Regions from separate parts of the Mus musculus genome. Here region 2 is linked to region 1. Evidence: chromatin contacts called from public HiChIP or PLAC-seq data. All regions are on one chromosome and are shown on one strand. The core of a region is the stretch at or near the end of the contact, and the rest is flanking DNA. Distances in the headings are between cores, read along the strand shown.

What was found. HiChIP or PLAC-seq counts read pairs in DNA pulled down with a chosen protein or histone mark.
Region 2: an H3K27ac HiChIP or PLAC-seq map of heart atrium shows a contact between it and region 1, with 3 times the contacts expected there. The contact joins two enhancer-like sites. A contact is called at or near these places in 2 of 484 Hi-C or Micro-C datasets (the G1E-ER4 cell line and uterus), 2 of 115 datasets of contacts at active chromatin or transcription factors (embryonic fibroblasts and heart atrium) and 1 of 9 other capture datasets (pancreatic islet).

What each region holds. Positions count from the first base shown.
Region 1 is chr6:145,574,185-145,580,247 of GRCm38.p6, forward strand. The region is part of intron 1 of Gm38475 (a long non-coding RNA gene); the gene reads right to left. Among named protein-coding and RNA genes, the nearest start is that of Gm38475, 37 kb to the right of the region's middle. Within about 2 kb of position 4,332, at least 32 of the 459 cell types and tissues checked have an H3K27ac peak or open chromatin away from gene starts, as enhancers often do. A contact at or near this core is called in heart atrium and uterus, where this site is marked.
Region 2 is chr6:145,759,309-145,765,472 of GRCm38.p6, forward strand. All of the region lies in intron 1 of Rassf8 (Ras association (RalGDS/AF-6) domain family (N-terminal) member 8), which reads left to right. Among named protein-coding and RNA genes, the nearest start is that of Gm15704, 14 kb to the left of the region's middle. Within about 2 kb of position 1,568, at least 47 of the 459 cell types and tissues checked have an H3K27ac peak or open chromatin away from gene starts, as enhancers often do. A contact at or near this core is called in heart atrium and uterus, where this site is marked.

The DNA of each region.
Region 1 (6,063 bases), core at 3,082-5,581:
TCCAGAACCCACGCCAGGCAGATTCCCACCACATCTCTGCTAAGGGGTAATGTCACGCTGACATCATTTCCCTAATTCTTGGTCCCCCATTCTTGCTCAGCCCAATTTAATGAAATTCAGAGCAGATTGTTCAAAGACAAAGAAGCAATCCTTATACAGAGTTGTGTAATTCTTTTTTCTTTGTGGGCTTGATGAAGAATCATCTGTAGTAATAAGTCATTTCATTCTGAACTAGAATAATTTGGGTTGGCTCTGGAGTAGGAGAAATTGATCTCATTCCCTCCCTGAGTTCAGCAGGTAAAATGTTCAGTGGCATTTTTAAACTTTACATATGAAGAGCACCCACTAGACTAGTCAGGGCGCAGCTGCTCTTCACATCAGTGATTATTAGGTAATTTTGAAATTGTGATTCCAACTTTTTCCTTTGGAATTTTGAAAATAAATGTAAACTCTGGGGCTAATGAGATGTCTCAATAGGTAAAAGTTTAGCTTGCAAGTACAAGGATGAGAATTCAGATCTCCAGAACCTGTGTAAAGACTGGGCAGGTGGTCCCGGGCACCGCCCTGGTCAGCACATGGGACGCAGAAACAGTTGATCCACAGGGTGAGCTGGTTGGCTGCATTAGCCAAATAGGTCCGCTCTGGACTCAAGTGAGGCATGTTCTGCCTCAATATAGATGGTAAAGAGAAATGGAGGAAGATAAACAGCACCTGACCTCTCTGAGCATGCACACACATGAAATACACACACATGCACACACACACACACACACACACACACACACGAGAAATACACACACACATGAAATACACACACATGTACACACACACACACAAGAAATACACACACACACACACGAAATACATATACACATGAAACACACACACAAAATACACACATGAAATACACACACACACACACATCCTTTTCCCTGAAATAGTCATAGACCTCTTTGTGCCAGACCTTGACCTATAAGTTTATTATTGGGCAGATGGTGATTGCTCTGACTCTGTAAATAACTGAATGCAGTATTTTTAAATTAATGTCAGGAGGGAGACTAGCAAAATGTTATTAACTCTTTTATAAACACTGCTGGGTCACTCCAGGACAACCCCATCTTATAAGGGTTTCTACCTGACTCAGTGAGAATCACTTGCATATTGAGGCAGTCACACTAAGTACAAAGGCAAGTTTTTTTTAAAACATTGAAAGATAAATCAGTGTTAGGCAATATAAAAATATGCTTGGCATCACGAGTCAACAGAGTGATGTACCTTAAAACCAAAACAAGATACCACCACCCTCCTAATGGTGCAGAAAAACATAGCATGGAGCATAGCCCATTTTAGCAAGAGTTTACACCAGAGGACACTAGGGAAAGCAGCCCTGCCTGGGAATACATAAGCTGGTGCCAGTTTCAAAAACAATTTACTTTGTTTAGTAGTGGTAAAACTAATCCTCCCCCCACCCCCCCCCTCTCTCTCTCTCTCTGTGTGTGTGTGTGTGTGTGTGTGTGTGTGTGTGTGTGTGTGTGTGTGTGTGTATGTGACACGAGTCAGACTTTTATTCCTGGGGATAGAAAACCAAGAATACAAGTACACATAGGAAGGGGTTTGCATGTTGAGAACAATAGGAACCAGCCAGGAGCAGACAACGGCGGAGGGCACAGAACCAGGCACAGACATGTGCTGAGATAACCTACATACAGAAGAATGGCTGACTGATAGCTAAATAATAATGTGGCACTGGCTAAAACATCAAATATTCAAACAGTTAAAAATCCATTAACAGAAATGTCCTTTAAAAACTAAAACATATCAGACAACATTTGCATACATAGTAAAAAGAAGAAACCCCAGGTCCAGGATTATAGCTACCTTTAGGGGACGACAGTAAAGATGGAACCAGACAGACATCTCTAGGAGATCGCAAAGAAATCTGGGGTGCAGTTTATATCTTAAACTCCTGGCAAATGTACAGATGCCAATTCTTATTGCTACTCTTTTAAAAATATTTTCTTATTAATTGAGAATTTTAGACCATGTATTTTGAACACATTTGCTCTCTTTGACCCTTAATACTTAAAAATATGTAAGATGTTCTTGGTTGTTGAGTATTTAATTTTTAATGGTTTATTTGTGTGTATGTGTGTGTGCGTGTGCATGTGCATGTGTGTGTGTATGTGTGTTGGTCTGTGTGCCTCCAGGACACTGGTGCTTGCAAAGCCAGAGGAAGGCATTAGATGCCCTAGAGCTGGAGTTACAGATGGTGTGAGCCGCACGTTCTGTGTTTGGGGAACCAAGTTCGGGTCCTGTGGAGCAGCAGCGAGAGTTCCTGACTCTGAACCACTGGCCCAGCCCCAAGTACTTCATTTTAAAGAACATAGAGAGTTGGCTGTCTTCTTGAGGCTGCCTGGACCATGAGAACTCTAATGGTGATTAATTTGCTGGAGAGATGGGGTTTCTGAGGATTCTGAAGAGAATATTCTTGTCTCGATTCTAAGGTGAGTCCTTTGCTCCCAAATAAGGAGTTGAATAAGTTCACACTGTGTACACTGGACCTATCTTGGCATTCTCCGCCTGAGTAAAAATGGGGTGAGAACTCAGAACTATTTGGTCCTGAGAGGGACAGTCAATGTTGTTTCACAAGTGCCTTCACTCAAGCTCAGAGCCTCAGAGTGGGCACAGCGTTGGGTTCTCATTCATTGTGTGTTTGGGTTGGGTGAGGAATGGGGGTCAGGTCTCAACTGTAGTCCAGACTAGCCTAAAATTTGCTGTGGAGCCCAGGCTAACCTCTAAGATGGCAGAGTCTCTCTGCCTCCGTCTTCTGGGTGCTGAGGTTACAGGATGGATCATGGTTCGAAGCTTCCTGAGATGAGGGCACCCTGCAGGAGCCAATGTTTTTCCAAGGTCATAGCACACAAGCACTTACATCTAAATCTAAGTCCTAACTTCACTGACTCAATAACCACTGTGTCATCTCTGTCCCCGAGAAACAGCACAGAACTACGAGCTGACGTGGGTGACAGAACCATGGAGCTGACGTGGGTGTCAGAACCGTGGGGTATGAAAATCCCAGTCACCATTTCTGGACTCCTCCAATATAATAAATAATCAAAATGGCCATACAAACAATGCTTTCTCCATTCTGGTAGCTCCAAATGAGCCAAGCAGTTTCCCTATTTCCCAGATTGCTGCTCAGAATCTGGGACACCTTGTGACAGGTTCATGCCTTCAGCACCCAGGTCACCCTTTATCATCAGGACCAACCTAGCTCAGGGCAGGCAGATTCCCGCTTGCCTCTTCATGTCCATCCTAACCTTTCCCTTGCTTCCTCTCTCCTACGTGGCTCCTGGGTACTTTCTTGTGCCGGTCTTAACCTGCTGCTGCTTAAGGCCCAAGTAGGGGACACACGATGTCCTCTTTCGGGCTCTACCCTGGACTGCTATTTTAGCTCCACTTAAACAGCGAGGTGCTGCAAAGGCTGTGCCTGCTGAGACATTTATTTGTTGATGATTTATTTTTAACACACACACAAATCATGTTAAAAAATGGGGTGGTTGTGGAAATGGTTATGCTCTGCTCTCTGGCCACTTCAAATCAGCAAATCGAGTAGCAGCTTGGCCTTCTCAAGCCGGCAAATGGCAAAACCTCAGAGCAGATCTAGATCTCAGGATCCTTTTTAATAAGTTATGCTTGAAATTATATCACTTCTCCCCTCCCTGTCCTCCTTCCAAGACTTCCCCTCTCACAGACTCTCTCCCTTGCTCTCTCTCAAATGTATGACCTCGTTTCTTTAATTGTTGTTTTATGAATGCACACACACACACCAACATACATGGAGACAGACGTGTCAGGTTCTCTTTTGCCTCTTACTGTGTGAGCATGTGTGTAAGTGTACATAGGCGAGACTGCATGTGAGTGTGTCGGTACTTCACAGTTCCTGTCATTGTAGGTTTGGGAGCCAAGAAGGGCATCTTGTGGAGTCTAAGATACAGACATGTGAGACAGAAGCAGCAAGGTACTTGTAGGAAATTACGAAGTGTGCTTGAGGATGCCACAGCACACGAAGCCCTGCATGCTAGCTGATTGGCTAACTGACATGAGTTCTGTTACACATACATGCAAATACCTCTGTGAGAGAGTGGCTACAGATGAACTGACAAAGCGCCGTGTTAATTTGACCCAGAGCTTTTACTATCAACCCTGCAAGCAGAGTGAAGATGCCTACGAGGAAGCCGGGGATCCACTGAGCACACTGGCTGGGATCCTACACTAAGGTTGAATAGCACATATTGGGAGGAGTCTGTGCATGCAGTTCCCTTGCCAGGGTTACAGCCTTCCCAGGAAACCGAGCACTGCTTTGTCATGGGCTGGTGAGGCTTTCCTTGAAGCTCTTTCCCAGAGTGCAATGCTCTGCACCACACAGCACCCAGGTTCCACATCAGCAGCCAAGATTCTGCTTCTGTTTTTAGTGGTCTAAGGGTTCTCTTGTGTTCAAAACGAAGTAACTTGTACTCCGTGCTTGCTGGGGAAAGAGCAGCTGGGTTGGAGAAACAACAAATCTCTAGGGGAGTGCTCAAGAGCTGTCATACTGAAACTGAGAGATCATTCAAAGCCAGACCCCAGTCATTCAGTGAGGCGGGATAGATGGACTGCTGTGGAGGAGAGCCGACTTCGGTCCCACATACTGCTGTAACCCGCAACCCGAGAGGACACAGAACAGCATGACTGGCCAGTATACTCAGAGTTCCCTGTATGCTAGCTCTCTTCACACACTCCAAAGAACATCAAAGGCACCTTTCAAGTTCAAAAGAATTAATCAAAACAGCCTCAAGGTTCTTGACCCCATGAAAGGCGCTGCTTTCTTGGCAGCAGCCCAGAGGCCCAAAAGGCAGAGGGCTGTTGAGAATATGCGACCTCCTTAGTCTTGCCCTGATGCTCACAGAGTTTTCTGCACAATGCCACCTCCAGGTAAGGCACCAGCATTGGGAACTGCTTTGCAGTCTATTATCTACCCAGTGCTTACTTCACAACAGGTGCCGTGCAAATGACAATTCACTCAGATTTTCAATTAGTAGTAGTGGTTGGTGGATCATCCACACTACGTGCTTTTATTCTACGTTCTGAAGTTAAAGTCTCACACAAATGAGATAGCAGGGGTCGTGACTATACCCCAAAGAGTTGTGTATAAGGATTGGTACCCAGCCTCTGGAGCTACAGGAGGTCATGGTTTGCTAGGAGAATCGGATCCTGCCCTCTCCCTTTCTCTCTTTACTCCCGGACTACCACAAGGTGAACAAGATTTCTCCTTCCACAATGCATTGCTACCACAAGCTGGATGCCATGGAACAGGCAACCAGAAACTGAGTCAAAACATACCTTTCCTATTTCTAAGTTGATTTATCCCAGATATTTGTTACAGTGTGTAGCACATGAAAAAAAATAAATCAATGTAAATTTTTTATTAAGTAGTATTAGTGTTCATAGGAAAACAAAGTAGTGTAAAGGGAAAAGGGAGAGAGAGGAAGGGAGAGACAGACAGACAGAAAGGCACACAGAGAGAGAGAGGGGGAGGGAGAGGGAGAGGGAGAGGGAGAGGGAGAGGGAGAGGGAGAGGGAGAGGGAGAGAGAGAGAGAGAGAGAGAGAGAGAGAGAAGCGAGTCCCCTCTAAGGCTCTACTGAAGTCTCACCTAAGCCTAGAGGTCTGGAAAGATTTAGAAGTAACAGTGCTGTGTGACGTTACCATTTAACATGGTCAATGAATAACTCTGATTTTCTTAACCCAGTGTCTTTGACCCCACTTGTTGGAATAGAGAAAGCCTAAAGCCTCCCTCTGAAAAATAGCCAGAGATTGCCCAGGATATTGTTGGCTGCTGATAACTTAGGTATAGCCATTGCAAATACGTAAATATCACCAGAATGGATCATTTTGAAATTTTTACTCCTGTCATTTTAAATTAATTACTCTGTCATTTTACCAAAAGGTCAATGAGCAGAGATTTATCACTTTTTTTTTTACATTTGTACTTATTTTTAATTATGTACATGCGTATGTATCTA
Region 2 (6,164 bases), core at 318-2,817, 180 kb after region 1:
AAGACGGCCTTCTAAACGTTGTCCACCTGTGTTTGCTAGCAAGCTTATTTATGAAAACCGCAGGTGGTGGTTGTTTCTGCTTGCATTGTTTTAAACTAAAATTTCTGATTATTCAGACCGTACCCTGGAAGTGTTGAGATTGAATTAGAGTTACTTGGCCTTGCTCAGTGTCTCAGTACAGTTTATCAGAGCCTCGCCTGTTTATGTTTACTCAACAGACGCCACAGCATTCATGTGATGCTGAGGAAGCTATTTGTGTAGTAGTTGACAAAGAGAAGGACCTCTGCATCTTAGAAAGCTTATCATTTAGCAAAAGCTAAACTTTAAACAACCCCTGCCCCTAGACTGACCTGGGTATGTGTACACACCAGTAATTCCATCACTGAGGAGACTAAGGGGTTAGCACTTCTGTGTTTGTCAACCTGAACTGTCTAGTGTTTTCATGCCCACCTTAGGCTACAGAGAAAGACCCTGCCCAAAAATGAAGGCTTGGGGTGGGTGTGCAGCTCAGTGGTAGAACACTTGCTCAGGTATCGTGTGCAAGGCCCCAGTTCAGCTCCATAAAGTATAGGAAATACTTAAGTGTGTGTCACTCGCTAAATTAAGAAGTAGAGGAGTGTCTTAGAAGACAGCACACACCAAAAACCAAGTTAGAGGAGGAGGGGGGATGTCAGGTAGTGGTGCAGAGGTGGATGTGGTGGGAAGCTGGGGAAAGACCACTGCAGCCTGAGGATGTGGTAGAGGCTGGTCCAGGACACACCCTGCTTCCCCTCTCCTCCTTGAGGACATTGAACAGGTTGAGCCCGGCTATAACCTGCCTCTAATCTGCAGTGCTTATCACTGATAGTTTTCTCTGTCACTTCTATGTTCTGAACTTACTTCCCTAACTCGGAGTGGCTGGGTCTGCAATTGACCAGAGCAGTTAAGAATCAAATTAGATATCAACACAAAACTGGATGGGTGGAGAATCTTGGGAGATAGCATAGTAAAGTCATAGAACTGGTCTAGGTGTCCTGAAGGGTGTGGGCTTTGTTGCAAAGCAGTAGGTTGGTTCAGGCTGTTGCATTCCCTTCCACCTGCTGTGGTGGCACAAGCTGGGTGGCTGTGCCTCCCACTGATGGTGCACACCTGGAAGACCTCTGGCTTGGCAGCAGTGCCTGGGAGAGCTGTGGTTTCCAGATCGCCCACTGTCTTCCTGCTTGTTGCTCCTCATGAGCTGATTCTCCCCACTGGGGTTCTTCAGAGCAGCAGCCCTTTTGCCACATTTGTGTCTGCACCTAACTTGGTTCTTAACTTTCATAGGCAATAATCAGATCTGCTTGTTTATAGTTAGAAGTAGCTCAAAGCTGAAGTGAGCAGGCCACGGTCATCAGCAATGAGTGTTGGAAACCAGATTGAGAGACCTTTCCTTTCCAGCCTGCTTATCAGGGTCCTTCTGTTGAGCTCCTCAGAGCCTTTCACATGAGGGATTCTCAGTTCCTACCAGTCAGCAAGCACAGCAGCCTCGCTCAAGGTGACCTCACTTGAAAGGGCTGCAGTTGTGGCCACACCATGTCAGTTGCACAGAGAGCAGCTGCCTGGCTTCTGTGGGCCTTGCCTTGAGCATCTTGTCTTTTGCCTCCCCTCTGTGCTAGAAAGCCCGAGCTCTTAGTAATCTCTCTCATTTGATTTTATTTTCTGGGAAAATAGCCCAGGATAACTGCAGTTCATATTGGTGACATTTTTATCTTGCAGAATCTGTTCCACTGAATGCTAGCTAGCAAATTAGGTGTGTTGTTTTAGTGAATTTAACTGGCAGTGTGACTTGCCAACTTAAGTGCACAAATTAAAATATGTGTATGACAAAAGACTGAGACTCTTCCGTTACAAACACATTTCCTGCTCTTTCCAGAAGTTTCACAGTTGGTCCTTCACAGATTGTCTGGAAACCATCTGGAGTCTGTACTGACTTTAAAGTCAGGACCACTGGCCTCTGTGAGCCCTGGGATTCATGGTGAGTCACTATCTAAAGTCCAAAAGTACTTTAAGTAAAATAAGGACTCAGCTTTGTGTAGGCTTGGCACATTGGTGACAGTGTTGACAAAGTCCCAACTCTCCCTTCAGTCTGGGAGACCTGGGAGTCATAGGTGTGGTAAACAATGTAGATGTTTCTGGGGCTAGAAAGAAGGATTTTTGTTTTTCAGGACAAGGTTTCTCTGTGTAGCCCTGCCTGTCCTGGAACTTGCTCTGTAGACTAGGCTGGCCTTGAACTCACAGAGATCTGCCTGCCGAATGCTGGAATTAAAGGTGTTATTTTCAGTTCTGGATAGAGATTCCCTAGAAAGTGGTTAGAAATAAAGATTATAAGTTTGGCCAGCAGTACAGGCAGCCCAGCCACCCTTCCAGGCATGTATTCAGCATTATCTGCTGGCTGACCTCACATATGTGGCAGTTGAAGACCAACTAGCTTGTCCTGGAGCATGTGGGTGAGAGGGGAATCAAACAGTAGGGACCTCTAGCAGTTGGCTCAACTAGAAGCAAAACAAGGAGACTCCACAACTGCCTAGAATCAGGGAGAAGAGTCTTGGCACAGAGACAGCCATGCTATCACAGAGGAAATCGCCTAAGGAGAGAATCTTTGATGATGAACAAATTAACACTAATCTTCCCAGAAAAACTGAAGAATTTAAGTAATGGAGAAGTTTTTATTTTAAAATATTTTTATTCATGAGCCTGTGTGTGTGTGTGTGTGTGCACGCATGCACTTGTATATACACTTGTGTGCATGCTTTTATGTGTGTGCACAATTATGTGTACATGTACATGCATGATTGTGTGTGCATGTGTGCACATTTGTGTGTGCATATGTGTATGTATGTGTGTGCACACTTGTGTGTGTGTGTGTGCATGTGCCCAATTGCCCAATCCCTTGGAACTGGAGTTGGAGACGTTTGCGGTTTGTGAGTCACTCAGCATTGGTGCTTGGATCTGATCTCTGATAGATATGATTGAGCTCCAAGTGTTGTAACCACTGAGTTCTCTCTCTAACCCCTAATACTTTTTTTCCCAATAAATGGTCATTTTATTCATGATACTATATGAATGGGCTGCTAAGTATCTATATTGAATTACAAAAACTTCTGTAAAACTATATCCACATTATTTGTCCAAGCCCATAGTGACAGGCAGAGGTGGGGCAGAGCCAGGATTCTAAGTCAAGGGCAGCTCCTGGTTTTAAACACTGTTCACACTGCAGCTTTTCTGCTACCAGGGCTGGGCACCTAGTGTTCTGGGTGCCATGTGAGTGATGGGCAGAGGCCATCCTGGAGACCAGGCAGACAGAGGCAGAAATGGGACAAGGCTATAAACCTTCAAACCTGCCCATGCATGGTACTTTCCCCTAAAAGTTCCATAACCTCCCAGAAGAGCACTACCGACTGGGGACCAAGGTTTCCAATACTTAGCCTATGGGCAGCATTTCATATTCAATTCGCAATGGTATATACAGATAATAGTTAATGAGAGCAGCTTGAAACAACATCCTAAACACTAAAAAACAAAAAGACTAAATGTAATTGGTCAGAATCAGGTTAAATCTTTAGCTGTAGGCATGGCTACCCAGCCCTGATAGTTATGGAATGTGGGTAGATGGAATCAGTTCCTTTGGCTCCCTTGCTGGACTTGGCTAGATGCAGTGTTGTTGAGTGGTTAGGGGTATAGCTCAGGTAGACACGGCTGGCTCTTGCATACAGGCTGTGTACTTACTGGGAGATTTGGTTTTAAGTCACTTAACCACTCTGCTCCTGCATAAAGCTGTCACTTGCCACATAAAAAGAACGATAGGAGCCTTCTCTTAAGTCTGGAGACAGCCCAGCGTTACAGATACCATTGTGTGATTTCAAGCTGAAGCAGGTATAGCAAAATGGACCCCAAACTGTTGGGTGTTGTAATTCCAGGAAGGTCCTAGTTAGTGAGTGAACCTTTGTTCATTCGGGCACTATGACAGGTGATAAGGTTTCAGAAACAGGTCACATACAAATCCTTGGCTTAAATGGCATCAAAGCCTAGAGACACCCAGCTCTTCAAGCTGAGTGCTTTACTGAGATGCATTTTATTTTCAATCAGAAACTGGGCATCGCTTCAAGATTTGCATGCAGCATGTAGCCGGTCTAGGAAATTAGTTAATTGTTTAAAACAAGCTTGAACATGCCAACATCCTAAAGTAATTTTGTGTTCACTAGTGGAATATCTTTATTGTTATCCCTTGATAACAATATTGAATGTATACTAGAGTCTCTGTCAGCACCTTGAACCACTCTCCTGTGTGAGAGGCAAGCTCCTCCTACCTACATTCCCAACCAGCTTCCCTGCAAGACACTCAGCTGTGGTAGTTTAGAAGATGACCTCTCCTCAGCATTTGATTGTACTCTCCCTGCATTCTTAAGCTCATGTGCTTAGACCATTAGAAAAGAAAGAAAGAAAGACACTAGCTGGGAAAGTTTCCACCCCGCTTCGAGACCGGCAGGCCATGTTGGGCTTCCTTCTGGAAGCAGCATTATGAGCAGGTGGCTTGTCCACACCGTGAAGCAGAGTAGTCAGATCTCTGGCATTTGGGAGGATTTGGGGGTGACTAGGGAGTGTTCTCTCCGCCAATGTTTACGACGTCATTGTGTTAGTATAAAAACCCAGCAGAGCTGGGGCTTGTTCTGATTAGAATATTTTCTTTGATTTGAAAACTAATCCCACCTACACCATCAGTTTCTGCTTGTAGGGAAAAAAGAGAGTTTTTCTGGTCAGCTACCCCCACCCCCCACCCCAACACACTTCAGGGCCTCCTCTTGTCCTTCTCTGATCCTTCAGAGTTGTTCACATTCCATGAGGTGAGGGCTCCATGGTATAGAAGAGGAGTGGGTGCAAGGCACAGCGCCGGGTGGAAGCCTGTGGGAGCGCTGGTGTGCTCTGAGGAGGTCCTGCGCTCACCTGTGAGAGCCCTAAGTTCATTGAGAAGGCATTGCCCTCTCTTGGTAGGGTTTCTCTGTCCACTTGGACCCCTTTGTAAACAGCCTGGGTCAGAGAGCTGTGCTGTGTTGTGCTGTGTGTAGAGCTGTGCTGTGTTGTGCTGTGGGTGACAGGACACTGTGTTGTGCTGTGGGTGACAGGACACTGTGTTGTGCTGTGGGTGACAGGACACTGTGTTGTGCTGTGGGTGACAGGACACTGTGTTGTGCTGGGGGTGACAGGACACTGTGTTGTGCTGTGGGTGACAGGATAGCTTTGGGATGTCTCCTCAGTGCTGGCCTGCTTCCTTATCGGTTTCTTTGTCCTGTAACATTCCCATCAATTTGAATATTTGCTCTCAAAAATCTGAGCTGACCTTTTGCTGTTTGCCTTGCTTTTTGTTTTTGTTTGTTTTGTTTTCGTACCTTCTGGATCACACCGTGGATGGCTATGCTATTCTGTTCCCAGGGCTCACTTCATTTTTAAACATTTAACCCTTTATGTTCCACTATCACACTAGATGTGTGTTCTGGAGTAAAAACAGTTTCTACTCATGTGGTTGTGGTTACTTCTCAATCTCTGCATTCTTGATGGTGTATGTTCCCTCCCTCAAATTGGGGTCCTAATTCTTTCATGAATTTGGGTGAATTATGATCTAGCCTGGGGAAGTAGACCCTGACCAAATAACGATCCTGCAGCTCAGCTGCTAAACTTTGTGAGACTCATTTTGGATGAGTTTAAGCAAATCAGTGGCTGAACTGTTTAAAATAGCCAACCACATTCTGTTCTTGGTCTGTGCTAGGCGGCTTTTCTGGTTCCCTATGCATTTAGCAGATTGTGAAACTTTTGGGGTGAATTTCAGTTCTTTAGGGCATGTGGGTCGGCGCTTGAGGTTAGAGGGTCAGGGTGTAGTAGAGTGCACATATCTCCCGAGAGCAGCGTGGGCTGAGGAGGGGTAGCCTTGGGTGGAAGCACACAGCTCTCAGCACGCACTGTCTGGCTGCACCGAGCCCTGCATGCTGCTTCCTTGCTAAGTGCTGCTGCTTAGCACTGACAGCTGCATGCTCACCAAGCTGCTGGTCTTCTGCTCTGTGTGGCTGACCCTTTCTGTTGGCTGTATGGCATTAATATTTGGAAGAAGTTAGAATCTATGGCCACGTACAAGGAGGGACTTGATTCCTAAAGAT